Regions from separate parts of the Mus musculus genome. Here regions 2 and 3 are each linked to region 1. The links are chromatin contacts, called in public HiChIP or PLAC-seq and promoter capture Hi-C maps. All regions are on one chromosome and are shown on one strand. Each heading gives the region's core, a stretch centred on a gene start, on an enhancer-like site or on the middle of the called end of the contact. The rest is flanking DNA. Distances are from core to core; before and after follow the strand shown. Region 1 overlaps Tppp (tubulin polymerization promoting protein). Region 2 holds the start of Clptm1l (CLPTM1-like). Region 3 holds the start of Ahrr (aryl-hydrocarbon receptor repressor).

Region 1 (2,610 bases), core at 68-2,567:
GAGGCCAAGCAGCAACCCTACTCTGCTAACCTCAGTAAACTATGACCCTACTCTGGGTACATTCCACATTATGTCTCTTTACTGGCAGTCACCAGCTTGCCTAGAGGAGGCATCTGTGACCTGCAGCATTGCTACTTCCCTCTGTTGAGAACAAATCCTTAAAGCCCCTTTCTACTTGTCGTTTTGTTTTCTTCCAAGGGACCTGAGGCTGTGGGATAAACATTCACCCGGTGACCCAAAGTGAGCACATCTGCCCACCCCTACCTCCTCATGGTTCTGACCTGGATTAAGTAGGGGTAAGCCATGAGGATGGATATGCCTCTGGTTGCTCAGACAAGTTATAGATGTTTGGGGAAGATCATTCTCTTACATGTCCTTCGTGCACTGGCCAGCCAGCTTCCCAAGCAAGATGGAAGAGCTAAGGAACAGAATATGCTTCTCACCCAAACGGCCTATCACTGCAGACTCAGCAGAACATACGAAGCCTTATGCAGAAAGTCACGGAGGCAACTAGCTCAGTGACTATCAGGCAAAAAAAGTTCCACATGTCCTGCCTTTCCCCCAACAGAGGTCAAAACCCTAAGTTTCCCAGCAGGCGACTGAGGAGTCACTATACTGCCATATACAGCCACTAGAGGGCCATGCAGAAGTAAGAATAGCAGCAAGGCTTCAGGTACTGGGGCGCCTGAAGAGTAAGAGGCATGCTGGATCTTGCTCCACTCAAAGCCTGCAGGGTCAGGCACTCTTCCCTGGAGCATGGGACTGTTAGCCTTGTCTGAGATCCAGGAAGCAGAGCCTGATGGAGGAGCTCCAGTGACATGTGTGCCACAGATGAGTGGAACTGAGTGGGCACCACAGCCAGGAACAGAGGCTGCCTCCAAAGGTCCTCACATGTCCAGGATCCTTGGCATCTGGATTCTCTGAGATATTTGTACAAGTAGTACACACAGAAACACATCCTCACCACAGGTACCCAAAACTCTGGCCAGGACTCCAGACCTGAGGCCTGTTCCTAGGAGTAATGGATTACTTAGCCCAGGCGGCTTCTCTACTGAGCCTCCTTGGCAGCATACAGACATCTGAAACATCCCATCAGGCCTTTATAACTAGCTGTGGCATGTAAGGAACACTAAACAGCTCATAGACTGAGCAGTGGCTGACAAATCCCCAGTCTAGACAGATCTAGACCCTGCTTTCTTACATGTAGGGACTGGCCTGGCTTCCTTCTGACCTGTATTCAGACATAATGGACACCCGGCCCTGACACCCCAGCCAAGTTACTTTCTGACTCTGCACAGTGTTGGCAGGAATCTGTGTGTTTACTCTGGAGGTTACCCAGCACCCAGTCCAGGCCCAGGAAGGCCAAAGGTCTAGGGCCTCCTTACCTGGTAGTATGGTGGTTAAAATAAGGAGGCAGTAGGTAAGCCCAGCCCAACCCCAAGGCCTCTGTATCTCTTCTTCCACAAGCAATCAAGGGTACACACACAGACACTCAGGAACAAAGATCCCCTGCAGACAGTCACAGATAGATACAATGCCTAGGGCTGGCAGGTGTTCCCCAAGCTGCACCAAGCTGGCCTTGCTTCAATGCCAGGTCTCCATTAACTGTGTGGAGACTGGCCATGCTGAGCCTTTTGCAGGATGGAGCCTTTTGCTAGGTTAACAGTAGTCTACAATAAAACTTGGTATAGAGCTTCAAGAAATTTGTTTAAAATTTAACACATAGTAACATCAAAACAAACAAGCGTTGCCATAGTGACAGGGACCTAAACAAAGGCTGCAGATACCCCAGCTGGCGCCACGCCTGCAGAGCCATGGCAACCTGCCCCAAAACAGAAATAGTTGAACTTTTTTTTTTCCCCTCTCAAGTCCTGTCAGAGTCAGCAACTTCCTGGAGATACCTAAGCAATTTCCTCCCAGGCTCCAAACTCCTATAGGAGGCAATTGCTGCCCCTCATGGGATCACAAATGCCCAGACCTCATAGTACAACTAGCACCACTACAGCCCCATTTTTCCCGGAAATATCAATCCCAGAGTTCCCCAGCCCTTTCTGCTGATCCTTTTTAGCATTCCCTCACCACCCTGGTACTCAGAATACTGTCCCTCTACACTAGAGGACAACAGGACTCTGAATCCTCTGTTCACAAATGCCTCTGGAGTGAGGCTCCTCCTCCAGAACAGAAGAGTTCCAAGAGGAACATCATTCATAAGGAACCCAATGGAGCCCAGACTCAGCAGGAATGAGAGTTCAAAGACAGAGATGGGGGGATGGCAGCCTCTAGGGTCTCAAGGGTCTAGGTGTGTAGGCGAAAGGAGTTTCTGGGTCTCTACGTACAGAATCCTCACCTGACCCCAGCCGCCCAGCTAGACATCAGCCCCACAGTGTCAGCAAGCCTAGCACTGATTGTCTGTCTGCCTAGACTGTCAGAGCCTTGAGCCTTCTCTAGGCTTGGGCTGCATATACTTGCTCTCCAGGACCTTGACTTACAAGACAGGGACAGTCCAAAGTTCTCAGGCAGCCCAGAGTTTACAGTGAACAATGACCATGTCCTGGAGTCAGGAATGAAATGTCTGAGCATCTGAAGTTCTGCATTCTGGGAACAAGCATT
Region 2 (2,610 bases), core at 64-2,563, 420 kb after region 1:
CTAATGCCAAAGGTCACTTACTTGTAAGTAACAAGTGAACTAACTACTCTTACTAGGTAGGCCAATGTATCATTCCTTGGGAGACTACATGGGCTGTAGTAAACCACGCTGCCCTTAGATTGCAGTAAAAGCTACTTGCTAAGTGACAAACACCTGTTACTTTCAGCTTGACTGTTTACACAGACCCTAGACAGGAGTGCTTCTATAGGATGTCCTCACTCTACATACAATGCTATCCATGACATCCTGGAACCCATCTCTGGCAATCTGTCCCACATCCACACCTTTCAAATTTGGAATCCACATCAAAGTCTTCCACGTTCAAGATCAGGTCCACATTGTTCTCTGCACCAAGGCTGGACCGTGTGGTGGTGTAAACACTCAGCTGGAAAGAGTGAGCAAGAATGAATAGCCAAAAGGTCCTGATAGAAAACATGTAACTATTGTGAGAGGGTAGCAATCTGAGGGCTACCTCTCAGAGGGTGAGCTTGGGCAAGATGGCCTGTGTGACACTGCTGTGAACAAGGAACCTAACTGTAGAGCTGACCTGTCCGGAATTCCCACTAGAAGCAGGAAGTGACACAGGTGATAAGAGGGCAGAGCTAGCAGCCTGACTCCCATATGGCTGGAGATCTCCTGTTAACTTCCACTGGGGTCCCGTTAGGAAACACGTGTAGGGCAACTGGATCTCAGTTATAATCGGGGTAGGGCAGAGCACCAAGGGGTAACAAGAGAGCAGCAGAGAACAGAGAAGTCTCAACTCCAGCTCTCACTGCCACCTAACCAGAACATTGGACAGTGACATCAGTGATAAGGGGCAAAACTGGTAGCCCGAAACCCTCTGACCAGTGCCAGTAGGGGGTGGGTGGTAGCACCCGGCCGGGAGGCGCCTTCTTAGGGCTCCCGGACGCTCACCTGCAGTTTGGGCCGCAGGGCCAGATAGGGCTGGATGCAGTTGGAGTCACCCGAGCACGGACGGGTATAGACGATACCGTACATGACCCAGCAGGTATGCACCACGTACACCAGGAACACGCCCACCACCAAGCTGGTAAAAGAGCTGCGGCCGCTCCACATGGCGCCGCAACCTGCGGGCCGAGCGCCGCCGCCGCCCGCCGCTCACGGGAGAGCCGCTGCGCGCCACCGCCACCGCCGCGGGGAAACCAACGCGCCTCGCGCGGGCCGCCGGCCGCCCCGCATGCTCCCGATAACCCACACCCGGCGCTGGGGGATTGGCCGGATTTGCCGGCCACCGCTTCCGGGAACCGAGCAGCTGGCGGAAGTGGACGCGCACGGCCCTCTGGGAGCCAGACGCTCCGCCACGCACTCGCAACCTCACGACGACCGCACGACCGGCGCGCGCGCGTGACGTCAGCCTCTTGCGCCGTACTCCCGGCATGCCTGTGGGAGCCCAGGTCCGCCACCAACCTTGGCGGCACCCGGTTCTTGGAAATTTTTTCTTTGCGTTGCTCTTCTTAAGGCCCTGTGCAGCCTTACGGCGGCGCCCCAGGATGATGGCGGGGACGACCCTGATCCTGGCTCTTCAAAGTCTAGGGGAGCGTCCAAAAGTTAAGAAAACACGGAGGAGACTCAGGAAACTCAAATACCGATTTCTCGGGTGTGAGGTTACTGTGTTGATAACATGCAGTTCAAGATGGCCAGAAAAGGTCAAAAAGAGTTTTTACAGGTCACTTGCCCCTTTTGTCAGAAGAATAAGTTCCTTTGCGGTAATATAAATCTTAATCCTGGCTAACATGCAAAGGTAGGTTATATCTCAAGAAGATCTTTTTCCCGGACTTCCCATTACTCATTCAGATAAAACCATCTGGGTTCTTAAATTTATTTATTCACTTTACATCCCGATGTCAGCCCCTACTCTCCTCTTATCCTCTCCCCTGTCCCCTCTCCCCTTCTCATCTCAGAAGGGGGTAGGCCACTCAGATAAACCATCGGAGTCCATTAATTGTTCACTTTACGTCCTGATGCCAGCCCCTACTCTCTTCCCTACTCCCTCTCCCCTTCTCTGAGAAGGGGAGGCTCCACTGGGTACCAACCCACCCCTGGCACATCAAGTCACTGCAGGACTGGCCACATTCTCTCCCACTGAGGCCAGACAAGGCAGCCTAGTTAGGGGAACGGGATCCACAGGTAGGCAACACTGGGACAGACCCGGGTCCATTTGTTGGGGAACTTGAATGAAGACCAAGCTGCACATCTGCTATATATGTGTTGGGGTGGGGTGTAGGTCCAGTCCATGTATGCTCTTTGGTTGGTGGTTTAGTCTTTGGGAGACCCCCAAGGGCCCAGGTTAGTTGACTCTGTTGGTCTTGTGGACTCCTGTCCCCCCCAGATCTCAATTCTTGCTCCAACTTTTCTATAAGACTCCCCAAGCTCTGTCTAATGTTTAGCTGTGGGTCTCTGTATCTGTTTCAGTCAGCTGCTGGGTAGAGCCTCTTAAGAGGACAGTTATGCTAGGCTCCTCTCTGCAAGAATAACAGAGTATCAGGTTCTTCTGGCCTTCATTTTAATCTTCTTAAATATTTCTTGGTTTAGGGTATACACAGTTTCTAGAGTGAAGTGGCCAGTGCTGTGACAGCCCAGGACGATGGC
Region 3 (2,610 bases), core at 61-2,560, 270 kb before region 1:
CTGTGGTAGTGAGCCAGGTGGTGACGGCACACGCCTTTAATCCCAACACTCAGGAGACAGGCAGGTGGATCTCTGAGTTCTAGGAAAGCCAGAGTTACACTGAGAAACTCTATCTAGAAACAAACAAGCAAGCAAACAAACAAAACCAAAAATAAACAAAAAACATGGTAGTGTAGGTGCACGTTGTCTGATACAAAAACCCAATATAAATACATTTATCCAACCATTATTGCTGAGCCTCTGTTGTCTGCCACGCAGAGTTGTTTACAAAATAGAGAACAGAACTGCCCTTATGTTTCCAGATTCTCTGACAAAACTCGCGAACTAGTTGTTCACGTTCAGAGCTGTGCACAGAAGAGGCAAAGTACCTTTTACTTCTGAGATCCCAGGGCTGGTCCCTTGTTCCCTTGTAGGGAAGAGAATGCCTTCAGAACAAACAGCCAGTTCAAATCTAAGGAGCAGAAGCAAGCAAGGGTACTTTGGAGGAACCCTAGCCAATGGACAGTGTGATACTCGGGTGCTTCCCAAGAGCCTGAAACGTGGGCAGGGTCAAAATCAGGACTGGGTGCCTAGGTGGAAGGTGGGAGGGACTGGATGAGGGGTGGGACATGGAGAGCAGACTGCCCACACGAAGAACTTCAGAGATTCCAGGAGTCTCTGAACCTTGTGCTTGTTAGTAAGAGTCACGATGCCTAGGCCAGGCGGGACAGCCGAATAGGTATGTTTAGGGCTGAGCCTATCCACCATGTGGTGTCCTGAAAAGCTTAGACGAGAATGTCCCCTGAAAGACCCCAATGTACCTAATATTTCTCATTCTTGGTAAATTCTGTGTCAGAAAGTAGCAAACTAATACTTTATGCTTTGCAAAGTATAAACATACTGTATCTTTAATCTTTTTTATTTTCCAAACAACTCTATAGCGCAAGAAAGGAGGAACACGCTAAGTCTTGGTTACCTATTCTGATCTCATTCTCTGGCCCCAGGGGCCAAGGGGCCCCAACCCACAGCTCCGCAAAAGGAAGGACTCCCTGGATTTTCTTAGGACCAGGTGGGATTTGGTGCACAAACTGGAGGCTTGCTCTGGGATCTCCAAAGGCCCGGGTAAAAACATATTTAGGCACAAAGATCACGGGTACCCGAAGAGCAAGCGGTGACACCCTATCCAGGCACTCAGACCCGGGGACCCTAAATATTGAAAGGGCGCGTGGCAGGCAGGGACAAGGATGTGCGTGCGCCCTCTGCCGCTTTTCCCTTGCGTCTGCCGCTTCGGGCGGGGCGGCTCGCGTGCTGGGGTGGGGCTTTCCTTCTCTAGTCTGAGGCCAGGTCCCAGAGATGAGAGAGCTGACAGCTCCTGGCCTCCGCGGCTCCCTCAGCGGGCGCGCCCGATCTTCTGCGCCCCGCCTGCCCCGGGTAAGTACTCTTGGACTTCACGGGGCTCTCTGGTCTTTGCCTCTGCTGTAGCCACTCTGAGATTGTCCAGCTTGGTCTGGGGCCCCTTCTGCTACACATTTTTGCATCTGGAGGGTCCAGAATTGCTGAAAGTGATGGGCACTCCAGGGGCTTCTCTCTTGGCATCAGACCTTTGAGGGAAGCCAGTCAGGTTCTTCAGTTTTGAGGAGTCAGTTTTCTCTTGACTTGGGTATCCTGTCCCCAAACTCCTTCACTCCCGAAAATGAGCCAGGGAATACCTGTCCCGCATTGGAGAGTCCTTTTGCCTTGGACCTAATGTCTTTTAGAAGTTTTTTGCAGATGATGGCAAGGGGGCTCCTCACAGGCCGCCTTAGCTATCCCTGGGACTGGAGCACCACGGGCACAGCCAGCGAAAGTGGCGCAGTAGCAAGCCCTTTCATGGAGATCAGAGGGCAGTAACAAGGGATTCACGCTTTGGAGGGACTTCCACCATTCCGGGAATTGTCCAATTAGTGGCACCAGAAATATTTGCCTTCTCCAATTTTGAGAAGCAGAAAATTACGGTGTATGGCTTCTTTCAGAAAGAGACAGGACCCTGGTGTTGCTGAAAATCTTAGTGGTACAAACCCTGGAGTCCTCGGCCTTGTGTTGCTTCCCCAGTCCCAGTTGGAGAGCTCTCTCTATTGGGGACAACTCTCGTTCCCCTCCCGGGGCTTCTCCTGGAAGGAGGTTCAGGCTTTGCACAGTTCTAGTACAAGGGTCCCCCCACCCTCCAAAAGGTCTATTTTTTGCAGCTGTTTCTACGGTTTGGATTCATGAGATCTTTCTCACTTTGGCTACCCTTGTCCGGGGTGCGAGGTGTAACTTGGCTCCTCAGGACTGTATCCAGCTAAACTTAGAGGCTCAACTCTAGGAGAAGCTTATGTGTACACCTTGGGTGATACCCCAGAGCTTGGGGGTACTGTACAGTGTAATTTAACTTCTCCTAGCCTGATCAAGGAACTCATAGTAGGAGACACTCTAGGCCTCAGAGTCTGGTTCACTTTTGCCCATCATGGGGAGTGGCCTGCCTTGGTATGAGACCCTGACGCAGTGAGCAGTGGCTGTCTTTTTTCATGAGCAGGGGCATGGCCAAGTGCTGATTATTCCAGACTAGGATACCTACTGAGCTAATCCAGCAGCCCTGTGAGGTGTCTATTG

Evidence for each region. Promoter capture Hi-C pulls out the DNA fragments that hold promoters and counts their contacts. HiChIP or PLAC-seq counts read pairs in DNA pulled down with a chosen protein or histone mark.
Region 2: a promoter capture Hi-C map of liver shows a contact between it and region 1, with 1.8 times the contacts expected there. The contact joins the promoter of Clptm1l here to the enhancer-like site in region 1. A contact is called at or near these places in 2 of 39 promoter capture datasets (liver and pre-B cells), 2 of 115 datasets of contacts at active chromatin or transcription factors (bone marrow-derived macrophages and large pre-B cells) and 1 of 9 other capture datasets (adipose tissue).
Region 3: a contact with region 1 is called in an H3K27ac HiChIP or PLAC-seq map of embryonic stem cells, with 5 times the contacts expected there. The contact joins the promoter of Ahrr here to the enhancer-like site in region 1. A contact is called at or near these places in 23 of 39 promoter capture datasets (the 3T3-L1 cell line, 3T3-L1-derived adipocytes, the C10 cell line and 15 more), 1 of 15 datasets of contacts at CTCF or cohesin (large pre-B cells), 9 of 484 Hi-C or Micro-C datasets (bone marrow, brown adipocytes, cardiomyocytes and 2 more), 7 of 115 datasets of contacts at active chromatin or transcription factors (differentiating embryonic stem cells, embryonic stem cells, extraembryonic endoderm stem cells and 3 more) and 3 of 9 other capture datasets (adipose tissue, embryonic stem cells and liver).

Annotation. Positions count from the first base shown.
Region 1 is chr13:74,024,513-74,027,122 of GRCm38.p6, reverse strand. The region is part of intron 2 of Tppp (tubulin polymerization promoting protein); the gene reads right to left. Among named protein-coding and RNA genes, the nearest start is that of Tppp, 16 kb to the right of the region's middle. Within about 2 kb of position 1,317, at least 102 of the 459 cell types and tissues checked have an H3K27ac peak or open chromatin away from gene starts, as enhancers often do. A contact at or near this core is called in 3T3-L1-derived adipocytes, adipose tissue, brown adipocytes and 9 more, where this site is marked.
Region 2 is chr13:73,602,705-73,605,314 of GRCm38.p6, reverse strand. It overlaps Clptm1l (CLPTM1-like), which reads right to left and starts at 1,313. Exons shown (of 17, transcript NM_146047.2): 1 at 916-1,313; 2 at 285-385. The coding sequence starts at 1,077.
Region 3 is chr13:74,291,031-74,293,640 of GRCm38.p6, reverse strand. It overlaps Ahrr (aryl-hydrocarbon receptor repressor), which reads left to right and starts at 1,310. Exons shown (of 11, transcript NM_009644.3): 1 at 1,310-1,410.